Linked DNA regions of Mus musculus: regions 1, 3 and 4 are each linked to region 2. The links are chromatin contacts, called in public ChIA-PET and promoter capture Hi-C maps. All regions are on one chromosome and are shown on one strand. The core of a region is the stretch at or near the end of the contact, and the rest is flanking DNA. Distances in the headings are between cores, read along the strand shown. Region 1 holds the start of 1700084D21Rik (RIKEN cDNA 1700084D21 gene). Region 2 holds the start of Dhx29 (DEAH (Asp-Glu-Ala-His) box polypeptide 29). Region 3 holds the start of Gzmk (granzyme K). Region 4 holds the start of Gzma (granzyme A).

The links. Promoter capture Hi-C pulls out the DNA fragments that hold promoters and counts their contacts. ChIA-PET counts read pairs in DNA pulled down with a chosen protein or histone mark.
Region 1: a contact with region 2 is called in a promoter capture Hi-C map of hippocampal neurons, with 5 times the contacts expected there. The contact joins the promoter of 1700084D21Rik here to the promoter of Dhx29 in region 2. A contact is called at or near these places in 4 of 39 promoter capture datasets (the 3T3-L1 cell line, hippocampal neurons and stem cell-derived epiblast-like cells), 1 of 484 Hi-C or Micro-C datasets (cortical neurons), 3 of 115 datasets of contacts at active chromatin or transcription factors (the SCID.adh cell line, effector CD8 T cells and memory CD8 T cells) and 2 of 9 other capture datasets (adipose tissue and liver).
Region 3: a contact with region 2 is called in an RNA polymerase II ChIA-PET map of effector CD8 T cells, with 20 read pairs. The contact joins the promoter of Gzmk here to the promoter of Dhx29 in region 2. A contact is called at or near these places in 3 of 115 datasets of contacts at active chromatin or transcription factors (CD8 T cells, effector CD8 T cells and memory CD8 T cells) and 1 of 9 other capture datasets (adipose tissue).
Region 4: an RNA polymerase II ChIA-PET map of effector CD8 T cells shows a contact between it and region 2, with 24 read pairs. The contact joins the promoter of Gzma here to the promoter of Dhx29 in region 2. A contact is called at or near these places in 3 of 115 datasets of contacts at active chromatin or transcription factors (the SCID.adh cell line, effector CD8 T cells and memory CD8 T cells) and 1 of 9 other capture datasets (adipose tissue).

What each region holds. Positions count from the first base shown.
Region 1 is chr13:113,134,174-113,137,809 of GRCm38.p6, reverse strand. It overlaps 1700084D21Rik (RIKEN cDNA 1700084D21 gene), which reads right to left and starts at 1,734. Exons shown (of 3, transcript NR_131045.1): 1 at 1,541-1,734; 2 at 1,058-1,163.
Region 2 is chr13:112,925,890-112,929,363 of GRCm38.p6, reverse strand. Dhx29 (DEAH (Asp-Glu-Ala-His) box polypeptide 29) reads right to left here and starts at 1,684. Exons shown (of 27, transcript NM_172594.3): 1 at 1,391-1,684. The coding sequence starts at 1,571. It overlaps Mtrex (Mtr4 exosome RNA helicase), which reads left to right and starts at 1,984. Exons shown (of 27, transcript NM_028151.2): 1 at 1,984-2,134. The coding sequence starts at 2,007.
Region 3 is chr13:113,179,276-113,183,146 of GRCm38.p6, reverse strand. Gzmk (granzyme K) reads left to right here and starts at 2,182. Exons shown (of 5, transcript NM_008196.2): 1 at 2,182-2,310; 2 at 2,565-2,712. The coding sequence starts at 2,250.
Region 4 is chr13:113,099,130-113,102,556 of GRCm38.p6, reverse strand. It overlaps Gzma (granzyme A), which reads left to right and starts at 1,576. Exons shown (of 5, transcript NM_010370.3): 1 at 1,576-1,675. The coding sequence starts at 1,606. It also overlaps a transcript of Cdc20b not described here.

The DNA.
Region 1 (3,636 bases), core at 485-2,984, 210 kb before region 2:
CTTCGAGAACTGAGTTTCTCGCACACAAAATTGAGTAAACGTTCAAATCACGGTGTTATCAGATACAATCCTTGAAAAGTAATTACCGGCCATCACTGCAAAGAAAGGCCCATTGGACTTGCAAACTTTATATGCCCCAGTACAGGGGAACCCCAGGGCCAAAAAGGGGGAGTGGGTGGGTAGGGGGTTGGGGGGTGGGTATGGGGGACTTTTGGGATAGCATTGAAAATGTAAACGAGGAAAATACCTAATAAAAAAATAAATAAAAAAAGAAAGAAAGAAAAGTAATTACATGCAATCTATAAAAATTATTATAAAGTGATCAGATGTGCAAAGCAAAAACAGTAATCCAAATCATCTGCCCTTGGGGGCCCCCAAGTAATTAATCTTATCACCTGTAATATGGGTGTGTGGTTTTCAGCTTCAGACATTTGCTGTAGCTAGATTCAATGTATCAAGCTGAAACATCTATGTAGCTTTGACTTCCTGCCCAACAGCTGGGCTTTCAAATGTCTCAGTATAGGACCACAAAGCTACAACTATATTTCAGTATAAATACTCTAAAAAGCCAAATATGCCCAACTATTTCTTTAAGCTCGTTTAGGGAAAAAAATCAGCCATCACAGCTACCTCTTAAAAAGTCTAAATAACAGAATAGACATTTAAAATTAGTAAACTGGATTTCAATTTTTTTCATGTAACTCATTATGATTATTATGGATATGGCCACAATGAATAATATTTCTGGATATAAGTGACAAAACTACATTTTAAGATTGCTTCTGGCAGAAGTTCAATTGAAATATAGACAGCATATCAAAACCGTTGTGGACTATATGTTTTAATAATACAGAATCCATATATATCCATCATCTAGGCCATACCGTCATTTAGTTATCAAATTTTACCAACTCAGGGACTTTTGACAGATAAAAATGCCATATCTTATAAGCTAAATATTATGTTTAGGTGCATAAAAAAATAAAACAAACACATAATTATTTGGGGGTAGAGAAAACACTAAGCTACATGTTTGAGAAATGAAATATTCAGCTACCTTATGGGACTACAGAGGTGTGTCATCTTAGGCTCCAGTTCCTGGTCTCTGGGCACTGAGGAAGGCATGGAAGGAGGGACTTCAGAGTTCTTCTCCTCTATAATCACTGAAAAGCAGGATTCAGTCACCCTAGACTCTACTTATTTGGCGACTCAGACTACACCCACATCAGTCACAATAAAGGAGAAGCCAGTTTTGCATCTGGCAAAGATTGTGATTTGGAAATGATTCCAGGCAGGGTTGGCGTACAGGATGGGTACCACTTGCAAGCTAGGGGAAATACCCACGCTCTCCCTAGACCAAATAGGTAATAGCCATGACCATTCCTCTATTATAAGCCTTGCCACGGCACTATTTGGTTCACATCATCTATTCCACAGCACCTGGGCTGTCTTCTCTGACCTATTTGTGTTTGATTTGTGTTTGGGGTTTTAGTCAGTCCTCATCCCTTCTTGTACTTCAGTGGAGGCAATTTCTCCTAACCTGTTTCCAATTCCTCTATCTCCTGAGCTGAGTGGATTCTCTTCCTTGCAGTTTCCATCAATCCATGGCCTTTTCCATCAGGGCCTGAAGGCTGCTAGCAGAATATTCACTTCCAGGAAGCTAGGATGAGGGTCTTAAGCCCACACCCATCGTAACACACCTACTCCAACAAGGCCACACCTTCTAGTAGTGCCACTCCCTGGGCCGAGCATATATAGACCATCACAATGTGCCTCTGTGGCCTTGACATCAGCCATTTTGTGTAATGATGGAATGAAACCCTGGTTAGAGTGGACTTAGGGGACAGCCAAGGTAGATGGACTGGAGTCAGAGAGGGAAATATTATGAAGGTAAAAAGCTAACATGAAGAAGATGGGTTCAAGGAATTGAGAGGGCAGGGCACTGCACAGGTACTGAGCCACCTAGAAAGAAGGCAGAAATTGTAGTAGAGAAGGAAGACTAACCTAGGGTCTAAAGTTTTCTAGTAATGAGAAAATTCCTTGGAAACACTCAAGAGAATGGAAACACATGGCTCAGCCATTTTCTCCTGAGTACACACTCAAAGGAATGCAAGCAAAGACCTGTGAAGCAATGATAGTAGCCAGGAATTGAGAACAGCCCGACACCTTCAGCAGGTGAATGGGTAAACGGTGGTGCATTATTCAACAATTAGAATACATTCTGATGCAGGCTGCAACAAGAATGGACCTTAAAAATACTATACCAACAGAACAAAGCAGTCAAAAGGATGAGTGGTATTTGATTCGACTCCTTTGAAACATTTAAACAGGCAAACCCATTGACACAGAATAAAGGTCACCAGATGCTGAGCGGAAGGGAGAATAGAAGGGCATTTCTTGCCTTACAGTTCTAGAGTTTCTGATAGGAAGTGATGAGAAAGATTTAGAAAGGTAGCAGTGAGAATTTGAGATGTTATGCCTCTATTTGATACTATTGAAGTCATTAGTAACATGGTTTAAAAGGGCATTTTTATAATCTATCTAGTATTTAAATTAATAATGCAATATACCTAAAATCATCTAATTACACTGTTACATAGATGACATGTATAGCTTATGACCTAAATCTTAATGCAGTGACTACACGAAGCTAGAAATGAGTGACTGTCCCAGAGACAGAGCAGAAGCAGCAGCAAGCGGGTGGTTTAGGTGGTGACATGAAAGGATGTGCTACTGTGTTGTGTGCTGAGAGGCTGGGGAGAGCACTCTGTTACCTAGAAAAACCCACCACACGGTACATTTTGGCCTAGACCACATCTAACTGACCAAACTCTAACCAAATGAATTTGGTGAGAACCCCATCAAAGTCTGTTCTCATGTCAAAGTTCAATCTAAGCCCACAGTTCAGAAAGTCAGTGAATTGCGTGGACCCTTTTTCCACCACCACTTTGTGGGGAAAGCCTGTTCCCACACCATCCTTTACTGACAGAAAAGAACAGTGATGACCTAAACTCTGGCAGAAACACAGGAGCCCATGGCCTTCCACATTCTCCGCTCAGCCCACTCCATCCTGACGACGTGCATCAGATCTTCCATGTCTACTTGGTGGGAACCCATCATCAATAACCAAACTGATTCTAATGCCTCTAATCTATTCCTTTCCTCTCTGTAGTCAGGTATTCTGACCTACACAAAAGTTCCCAACTGATCATGTCTGCAGCTGGGAAGTGTGCAGCCTCTCTTCTAATGTGAGTTTCTACCATCCATTCTAACACATATCCATCCTTCACTCTAGGTTAGAATTGGGTATTCCTACGAAGTGCTGCTCTCTGACCATGTCTAATCTCCCACATTGCCACTGCAGTAGACTGCTGCCCCTTATACTTGAATTATAACAGACACTGGAGGTGTCACTGCCTCTGGTTGGTGCCACAAGAAGTCCCTCTTTACCAAATACAGATCAGTTGCCTGTTGAAAACCCTTAACTGGCTGATAATGATGATTACCGTTATGATCTATGCATTGAGTGCCATAAAGTCACACCATAAGACAGATCTGATGTGGGACGTCTATTGGGAAGGGGGTATACAGAGGCTACCTCTGTGTGAAGGTTGAGGGAAGAAGGTGGGGAGAGGA
Region 2 (3,474 bases), core at 435-2,934:
TAGTCTGCAGCGAGACAGCTGTAGAATTCTCAGGGAGAAATGTGTCATATCTGAAACTACAAGTCTAATAATTTGCATTTATAGAGGATTACTTTCTAGGAGTAAGTGCGCCATGCCACTAGCTTATTTTCTCATAAATCCCCCACCACACATACACACACACACACACACACACACACACACACACAATGCTCCAAGCTTTTTTTTTTTTTTTTTTTTAATATGAGTACGCTGTAGCTGTCACTGTAGCTGTCTTCAGATACACCACAGAAGATGGCATCAGGTCTCATTACAGATGGTTGTGAGCCACCATGTGGTTGCTGGGAATTGAACTCAGGACCTCTGGAAGAGCAGTCAGCGCTCTTAACCACTGAGCCATCTCTCCAGCCCCCTCCAAGCTCTTTCTTAACTCAAGATCTTGGGAATGTTATTCCTACCATGCTTTACAGGATTAACTTCTAGACAGCTTCTAATTTCAGCTCAACTATCACTTTTCATGACTCCTCACCATTGGGGGGAAAAAAACCGAAACAAAACACCCTGCTAAACACTCATGGGCATGCTCTCTCTCTCTCTGAAGCTTAACAACTATAAAGCACGACTGTCTGTGTGATTAGTAAATTAGATTCCTAAGCTGCTCTGGAGCGAAGGTTTCCATTTTTTTCGGTCTTATTATCACCAGTCAGATGCTTGGTATTTATGTATCAATAAGCACATATGCTTGCAAGTTTTTTGTTATAGAAAAAAATTACTGCAAGCAAACAGATCAAACAGAACAAAACAACATATAATTTTGATGTTTTTGAAACTAGCTGAAAGAGTGGCCGTAACTAATCACCTTCAAGTTATCAAATCAATCTGCAGGGTAAGCAAAAAAATGCAAGGATTTGACAAGCATAGAATTTTACTGTAAGTCAATCCAGTGTCCAATGTGTAAAGTGTGGTTATTCTTAGGAAACACTGACTTTTCTGGAACATACAAGGATATTTATGTAGATAGATGCTGAAGAAGACATTAAGATCTGACAGAACATGGAGCTGCATCAAGCCAGAAGCACTTCCCTTAACAACTCTCTTAACTAGCGGAGCGGCTGTTCTGACAGCTCAGAGTGGATTCCTGCTGAACAACAGCAGATGCCATGACTCCGTTCTTAGAAGGAGAAAGAAAAAAAAAAAAGAGTGAGTTAGAAAGGCGAAGCCACGCTGTAACAGAGTTACTTTTGTAACTTTAATGGCCAAAGGCCCTTAGACCGATCTACAAGGCCACCCCACCCACTGCTCAGGTGTGGAAGATGTCTAAGTTTGGATCTCATCAGCTCACGTTGTGAGTCTTTGCTGGACAAGAAGCAGGGTCTGAGGGCAGAAGGCTGGGCACTGGGTCAGGGCTTACCTTGCTTCACTCGGGGCTCCCGGGCGCCGGTGGGGACGGCGGGCGCCGGCCTGGCCACCGGCTTCTTGCTCTGGGCTTCCCCAACAGCTCCGGCCTCTGCACTTCTGGCTCTGGAAGCAGACACGGCGGCCCGCATCGCCGCAGCTCCCGGCGCCTTGTGTTTCTTATTTTTGCCGCCCATGTTTCAGCTGCAGGAGAGTAGTCTTCCAGATCCAGATCCCCGCTGCGGCACAGCAGAAGCCCGAGAGCTCTTCACGTTTGCCGGCTCCCACGCCTCCACCCAGCCTCCTCCATCCGGGCTCCGCGGCTGGGGCTCCGGCTCAATTGGCCCGTGTCCTCAGACTCCGCCTCTCGGCTCCCGGGAGCGAGCGGCATGGCTGCTGTCGTGCGCCACTGGTCGCTAAGTTTTTAGTCATTGAACTGCCGGACTCGCAGTGGTTGGAAGAGAAAAGGGGCAGGACCCAGACTAGAAAGGAGAAAAGTCACGCGGGGCTCAAGGCTCGCTCACTTTTGACTCCTCCGGGCCACCGTCGAGTCCCCCCATTCGGCGTCACTGTAGGGTACGGTCGCGGGGCCTCTTGGGTAGGAGGGAGATTCGGTCTCAGAGTTCCGAAAGATGGCGGATGCTTTCGGGGATGAGCTTTTCAGCGTTTTCGAGGATGATTCGACCTCTGCAGCAGGAGCCAAGAAAGACAAAGAGAAAGAGAAATGGAAGGGGCCACCAGGGTCTGCAGACAAGGCCGGGTAAGGAAAACCTCTGAGCTCTTTTTCTTCTCGTTCTTCTTGTTTTTGATGCCGGTAAAGGAAACACGACTCAGACGAGGAGCACAGAAAGTGTTTGAATGGAGTCAAGAGGCTAAGGAGATTGAGGGGAAAAAAAAAAAAAACCGTTGGGGAGAGAGGAAAGGTTGATTTTGCGGGAGGGAGGGCGGTCTCGGTGTTCGTGCCTGTCCGGCCGCAGCGTGGCTTCCTTAGGCCATGCTTTGGCTGTAACCCCAGCTTAGCAGGCCAGGTACGGCTTTGCTTGCGAGGCGGGGCTTGTCACCCACAAAACCTCTCACATAGTCTTTAAGCAGCGAGGCACTAGATGAGCCAAGGGGGAAGACATGTAGGGGGTTCTTAAACCGCGAAGGCAAATCGCTACCGAAGGAAGAGATTTAATCTCCAAGTTGTAGTTTTCCCAAAATAAATTAATAATAATAATAATAATAATAATAATAATAATAATAATAATAAAGTCAGATTCAGGATATCGCTATGTAAGTTGGGCAGCCCTCGAACTCGAGATCCTCTTATTTCAGGTCCTTAGGGTTGGAATTCCCAGAGTGCCCCTATGACACTCGGTCAAACTAGTTTTCTCTTCCGTTAGCGTTTTACACTTGATGATTGATTCGGTCCGTTATTACATGAGTAGTTGCAAAGTACTGGTTTAAAAAAAAAAAAAAGCTATGTCTTTCTGCTTCTTACCTGGAATCCAGTCATAAATTAATTAATTTAAAAAATCATTGCTCTAGGGCTGAGGACATGGCCAGTGTAAAAGACAGCTTTCTGTTTGAGAATGAGGACCTAGTTTCAAATCTCTAGTACCCACATAAAAAGTGTGAGCACTGTAACCCCAGCACAGTGGGGCACAGAGACAAAAATTGTTGGGCCTGGCTGGTTGCTAACTTAGCCTCTTGGTTGTATAAGTGAGAAACGCTGTCTCAAGGGAGTAATGTAGGATGCTGGAAGTCCTCTGGCCTCCACTGTATGCTCAAGTGTAGGCGCCACACAAAGAAGACACAGAATTTCCCTTATTGTCAGTTACCTTCAGTTCTCAAGTTGAGGAATTTCCTTCACCACACTGACCCTTGGACAAGTCTTTGGAGCATTTTCTTAATTGCTGATTTATGTGGGAGGGCAGCCCAGTGCGCTATGGTGTGTACCTTCCTGGGCAGGTGAGCCTGCACTGGGTGATGGAGCTATAGAAACCCGTGAGCAGCATTTCTGTGGTCTCTGCCTCCGAGTTCCCATTTTCGCTTTTCTGAGTGATGGATTGTAAACACATCAGCTGAATTAAGTCCTTTCCTGTCTAAGTTGCTTGT
Region 3 (3,871 bases), core at 933-3,432, 250 kb before region 2:
AAACCCAGTAACTCATTATTACAAACCAACACGATTCTCAGAATTTCCAGGTCAGCTACAAAAAGGAGTTACGCGTCTCTCCTCTCAACTGAACTAAATCTCACCCATGTCTAATTGCAGTGCTAAATCCTTTTTCCCTTCAGCATGGCCAGCTTGCCTCCTGAAGTGTCTAAGCCAGGGGCTTCTCAGAGGGAACAGGGCAGACAGTGTGGTCAGGTTGAAGGAAACATGAAGTCTGGAGCCAGCACATAAGGGTTTAGGGGCCATCTGCTCGCTGGGTAATCTAGACAGTCTTAGCTTCAGTTTCTCCATCCATAAAACAAGATGAAGGAGCAGCCACCTCCCTGGAAATTCAGATGAAAATGTTTAGCCATCTGTAATAAAAAGCTATACCGTTGTGAGTCCTTACTGTAAAGAAGCTAGCTGGCAGAGGTGTTCCAACCCCGCCATGCTAAAACTGTCTTTTACCATTTACATCTTGCTTGCATCCAGATCATGTTTACAAATCACCCACCCTCTTCTGTTCCCAGCATCAAGAAAATATGGTTAAGAACAGGTACGACCATGCCCACCTGGAAACTTGGAATAAAGGCACACGAGGGATCAGTACAGGGCACGTCAGTAGTCTCGGAGGTCAGTTGACAGTTCATGGGACACTCGGGTGGTGCTAACAGGTTTGGCTTCGTAAGGCTGTGACTTTTCTCAAGCTCTCTCCCACCATCTCACCTTTTGCTCTCCTTGTTTAGCAGGAAATCGCTGCCCTGGGTGTGTTTCTTTCGCTCAGTGTTTGGAAAGTTTGCTGTGGCTGCATGGGATACTGCTGACCAGGGCCGTGTGCTGAAATGAGCTTATTAACATCCACGCTACTGCAGGCAAACCAGGAGATTTGATCCAGTTCCAATGCTGTGGCTTTGGGCAAACGAACCACTCTCAGTTTATCTTAGTTTATTGCATACTTGCTGTGCTGCCTTCTTCACAGATAGAGACATGAAGATACAAATGATCAGGGAACGGGAATTTTGAAAATCGCTTAATGCATTCAACTTACATAACAGTTAAATTATGCTATATAATGAATAATATTAACTTTCATTCTTATTTTCTTATCAAAGAACAGTTTTGTAAGATTCTTCTGACATCTACCAAGCATAACAGTTTTGGTTGTTTGTTTGTTGTTGTTGTTGTTGTTTTAAATAAAAGACAGATTTCGTAAATCTTAAAAAAATTAAAAGTTTTGTAAGTTTTGGTAAATGGGGCTCTTGTGGCTAATCTTATCTAAGTATGTTTGAGCCTACATTATAATGTATGTACTTGCATACATGGAGAGACTCCTGCAGAATCCTGAGTGTGATGGATAGAGGGTGTATGAGAAGGCCTGGCATTGTGTTGTCATGTGTCACTGGGAAGACTGATGACATACAGTCCTTTTAACAGACATTATTAAGGCCCTGGGTAAACATGTGGTCATTTTCAACTAAAATTGAGTCAAAGAGAGTTTGAGTAAAAAATATGTTGCCAGTATTCCTCTTTAATAACATTATTAAATCTCTAAAAAAAATGTAACTAAAATTTAACCAAATCTGGTCACATTTAAAGGAAATGGTAAGACAAGGAATGTGCATCCTATGAGACATGTGGGTTTCTCTGGATGACATTCAAGTGACATCTAAATCACACCGTAAAGCTTTCGAGGATCTGTGCGAGACTCTGTCCTTCTCCATCACAAATCCATCCATGCAAAGAGGCAAAGGGGAAGTAAACCCGATAGGCACCGTTTCATGCTGAGGGAACTGTTAGAGCATTGGTTCTTAGTGCTGCGACCTTTTAATAGAGGTCCTCATGTTATAGTGACTCCCAACCATAACATTATTCCATTGGTACTTCATTACTTCATTTGGCTATATAATGCAAATATCTAATATGCAGGATATCTGATATGAGACTCCCAAAGGTGTCGTGACCCACAGGTTGAGAGCCACTGCTTTAGAGCAAAGAACAGCTTTCAACTGTCTACACCTCTCTGGGGTCTTCTGGCCTGCGTATCTTTTATTCCTTCACCCGTTGTACCGGAACTTCCCCCAGACTAATAGAGGCTTTGAAACCTTGGGTGTGAAAAATCTAACGTCTGGGACGTGTGAGGTGAGAAACCTGCAAGAACAACAAGAACCAAAACCCATCTTCACAGTCTCCTTCATCAACCACGAAGCAAGCAGTTTGTCCGTGCTCCTTAACACCGAAGCCCTGTAATTATGAGGTTTTCTTCATGGGCTCTGGTTTCCCTGGTGGCTGGCGTTTATATGTCTTCAGAGTGTAAGTATCCCATACCCCTGGCTTATGTGTAATGATGTGAATCTTTAGTGATTGTGTTGTTATTCTGTAAACAGTGTTTCCCCTCTTACCTGTTTTGGTTTATACAACTGCTAGCCGGAAAAGGTACACTAAGTATTGAGCACCGTTGTTGTTTTATTAGTCTTAGAAAGGGATATAAGGGTAATGGTGCCTGCTATCAGAGGAACGAGATGTCACTGCTGGATCGTGTAAAATCTTTTGGCTTACTTTTGCAGGTTTCCATACTGAAATTATTGGAGGGAGGGAAGTCCAGCCGCATTCCAGGCCATTTATGGCGTCCATCCAGTACCGCAGCAAGCATATTTGTGGAGGAGTCCTGATCCACCCACAGTGGGTGCTAACAGCCGCCCACTGCTACTCTTGGTGAGTCCCCTGTGCTTTTCCATGCAGGTGGTTGTCTATGTCCAAGATGAAGAACACACACAGGGTAAAGTCTAGTCAATGAATTAAGTACAGTAAGATTAACCAAGGCGATAAGAGGACAATTAAATCAATCTACTCTCGTATGTCATTTAAATTGCATGTATCATTTATCTCTGGAATATTTCATGTAATGTTTGCTACAGCAGTGGACCGCAAGCAACTGAAATTGCTGAGAGGAAGCCTGTGGACAAGGGGAAGTTACTGTCTCTTCTTTGGTGGGCTTTTGAGAACTGGTGTTTCTATTTAGATATTTCAGCAGAATATTTAACACGTTCAGTAAGCAGAGATACATCACAGAGGACACTGTGAGTGTGTGCCCTGGTGCTGGATTTGCAGACTCCTTACTTCCTCAGCCTTACCCTTCACCCCAGAATTCCAAGGCTCACACTCTGGAAATCACAGCAGTAAGAAGCAGGCACTTCCTGAGGTTGGGGGAGCACAGTTAGAGAAGGTTTATAAAACGTGAAGCAGAACACGGTATTCGTCTTTAGGATATTGAAAGGAGGCTTTCCAGACTGTGGAGGACAACCTCCAAGTCTCTTTCAGCTTAAGATGAAGTATAAAATCTATCTCGGGTTGCTGCAAAGATACCCCTGATGTGATCTATCTCAGGTTGCTGATCTCGGGTTGCTGCCAGTAGACCCCTGATGTGGCGCTCACTTGAGTATTCTGACTTTGTTTCTTCTGTTTCCATATTTGCTTTTTAAAGCTTGGCTCCCAGTTCTTTTTTCCCTTACAACAGTATAGTGTTTCACTTAAGAACTTATTTTAGGGACTGGAGAGATGGCTCCGTGCTTAAGAGCACTTACCGCTCTTATAGAAAACCAGGGCTAGACTGAAATGGTGGTTCACAACCATCAGCTAACTCTAGTTACAGGTATCCAATGCCCTCTTCTGATCTCTGCATGTACCATGCATGCATGTGGCACACAAACATACATATAAGCAAAACACTCACACACAAAATAAAGTGAATAAAAGCAATAAAAAATAAGCAGGCATGATTTCATATGCTTTTAATCCCAGTACTCAGGAAGCAGAGGCAGGCAATCTGTGTAAGTTCAAGGCTTGCCTGGTCTGAATTCCAGACTAGCCAAGG
Region 4 (3,427 bases), core at 327-2,826, 170 kb before region 2:
CCTCAAGAGACAGGAGGCCCCAGGGAGTTACAGGTCAGGTGGGGTGGGGGTGGAGGCATCCACATGGAGATGGGGTGGGGTTGGGAGGAGCTGTGGGATGTGGAGCAGCCAGATGGTGGATGGGGTGTGGCAGGGAATGGAATATGGAGTGTAAAAAATGAGTTACAAATAAAATTAAATTTAAATGTATATATATATATAAAATATAACATAATAATAATTTTTAAAAGTCAGAATAAATGGAGAAAACATGACCACAGTTATATATAAACAAAACTGACAATCTTCCCCCCTTTTCATTCGGTGCAAGTGTGAATTTGTAAAAGGAAAAAAAAAAACTGACAAGAAAATTACTCATGAAAACCTGAAGCATGCTATCTCACGATCTCCTGCTATCTCACTGATGTTCCCGACAATGATGAAATGATAATGACCAAATGATAACGTGGGACCAAGAACCACAGGTGTCTCAGCAGGGGGCCCTTCTAAGGTCACGTGGTTTCTGAAGAAGTACTCAGTTGGCCTGAAGCCACAAGGTGTTAACGGTGGGGACGAGGGGCTTAACCAGACATCCTCGTGGGACAAACATAGAGCCGGCCCTGTGCCTCACGACAGAGACCACTTCCTCTACTCAGATAGAAAGCTCAAGACTTTCTACTAGAAACCAAGTCAGCACTGTCCTCCAGAGACGGACCATGGAGGATGTCTGTTTCAAGAAAGCAACTGTCCCTAATGCTGGGACAAATTAACCTATCCTTGATTACACGTACTTTATTATTACGGCACGAACTACTGTCCATAAATGTCCCTCTAGACCTCTGCTTGTATTCGTCTTATCTATTCTTATAACCCAAGAAAATAGGTAAAAAGAAATGTGCTTTGGGACCAATTTTAGGACTTTTTTTTTTAATTCCAAGTGTGTGTGTGTGAGAGAGAGAGAGAGAGAGAGAGAGAGTGTGTGTGTGTATACATGTGTATGCATATGCACGAAGAGACCAGAGATTGACCCTGGCATCTTCCTCAAGCAGTTCCCACTATCTTTTGAGACAGGGTCTCTCACTAAACCTGGAGGTTGCCAGTGCAGTTAGATCTTCCTATCTCTGCAGTTCTGGGATCACAGCCACACGCTATTGCACCCAGATTGTTTTGTGGGTTCTGGGGATTTGAACTCAGGTCCTTGTGTTTGTGTGGCAAGTACTTGAACAGATGATCTACCTCCTTAGCATCTAAAACTCTGATTTCTGGCTTTTCAAAGAGCTCCTACTAAGGGACCCTGAAGAAAATATGGCCATTGATAAAAACACCCCAACTGAGTCATTTCTAGTCCCTGCTTATGAACTACATTCTAATGGCAACACGATTCTCTTCCCTCTCAGCTTTCCCTAGGAGGCTACAAACCTCCATCTCCACCGGGCAGCACAAACTACAACAGCACTACTGCAGGTGAGGAGGGACAACGCCTACTCTCCCTATTTTAGTTTCATTTTCCAGCTCTACACCTGGACATTTGAAAGAGAAGAACAAAACCACATCCTTTGCACTCTCATATATAAGTAGAAAGAAACAAACACAGAGATCCCTGCTGATTGGGGTGGGAGAGCCACGATGAGGAACGCCTCTGGTCCCCGGGGGCCATCTCTTGCTACTCTCCTTTTTCTTCTGCTTATTCCTGAAGGTAAGACAGACTCATGTAATTTTCATCAAAACCATCATAGAATAGATTTGTGGGGTGCTTTCACCATGATGTCTTAAGTATAACTGAGAATACTCAAAGCCTGGGAACACTTAGCATTCATTTTTGAATTTCAGTAGTTTTAGAGGAAAAAATATGTATTCATAGTTTCTTTCCAAAAATTAGCAGAACCACCAATGGAGATTGCTGCCGATTTATAGCTTGAATATTGCCTTAAAAGGGAACTTGAGATGAGCAAAGAAATGAATGAAATACTCTTGAGTTGGGAGATCAACCTGTCTTCCAAGAGAGGTAATAGTGGTAAATGAGGCATCTCAGCCTTTCTTTCTTTGACTACTGTGCAGACAGCTTTGGAGAGGGTCACACCTAACCAAGCTGGACAGCAGAAGCTAATGAGGACTGTGGGGAGTTTCTCACTATTTCTCTTGGTTAGTGTTTTCCTGGCAAGTCTTCCTGACTCTGGGGAAGATCTCTCACACGGACTGCTTGGGAGAGCTGTAGTATTTTCTCTTCAGCTGTTCCTGCTATGTAGTGAATAGGAACCAATATTCCTGTCTGAGGGAAAGGACCATGCACTGGTGGGAATGCCATCATTGTTCTTGCCCTGACCCGGGAAGAACAACAGCTTCTGTGAGGTTCTCCATGTCCCTTGAAGAACCTGGTAGGAAGATTGGCGGGGGGTAAAAATGGCAGGCAAATATGGAAACCGCCAGGATTTACCCCAGGACAAATAAGCTTTTAGAAGTAGGAGATGCAGAGAGGAATCTAAAAGAAGTCCTAGGATTTAGCGTGTGACTAACAATGAAAGGGAATTTTAAAACAAGGTTGAAAGATGTTTGAGACCAAAAGTGGACACATGACCAGCATGGCAGTGCTATGAGATTAGAGCAGATTTTCTTTCCTCTTTATTCCTTTATAATTGAATTTTGGTTTTCTGAGGTTTTTTTTTTAATCCAATTATTTATTTTCTTCAAAGTAAACAGTAAGGACAACTTTTCCTTTTACACTTTGTTTTCCGTGTTCAGAGCAGCTGTGTGGACCCAGAAGGGAGGGAGCAAGAACGCAGTACGTCATATGCTGGACTAGTCAGAGCAGTCTGGCAGGCTTTTGAAACAATGTCTGAACACCCCAGCTCCTGCCTCACAAATTCTACTAATATGACTCTGAATGGGGTGAGCATTGCTGGTCTTTAAAGCTTTCCACCTGCTCTAATCCTTATGACGACCTTTTTAAGACTGGCTGGTGGCAACCTGGCCCTACTGCTCAGGCCAGCATGTGTGCTCAGAGCCAGAGCCCTACAGAAGAGAATCTCCTTGAATTCATCATGATGTCCACAGATAGTCCTTTGCAGTCCAGCTTTGTGAGAGTCACCCCAGGAAAACTAGGGATGTGGATAAATTCCCTTTGATTCTGTTCCATTCTATTTCTGAAGCCTAAAATTCTGCCTTCGTCCCAATTCCCTTATGGAAAGTGAACCCTGCCTTCTCTCTTCCTGCCTCTCACTCTCCTCAACCTGATGAGAAGTTCCAGGTCTACAACTGACACTTTGGGCCAGTAGTTGGACTTCGTTATGGAATAAGAAGTGTTGATCTCTACTCAAGCAAACATAACACTCAGCCAAAACGGGCAGAAGGGTTTCAGGAGAATCCAGGAATATTTTGCATAGAAGTTGAAATCCAGAAGCTCTGTCACAGGACACAAGGTCATTTCCCATCAACCATGCCTGCGTTGTGC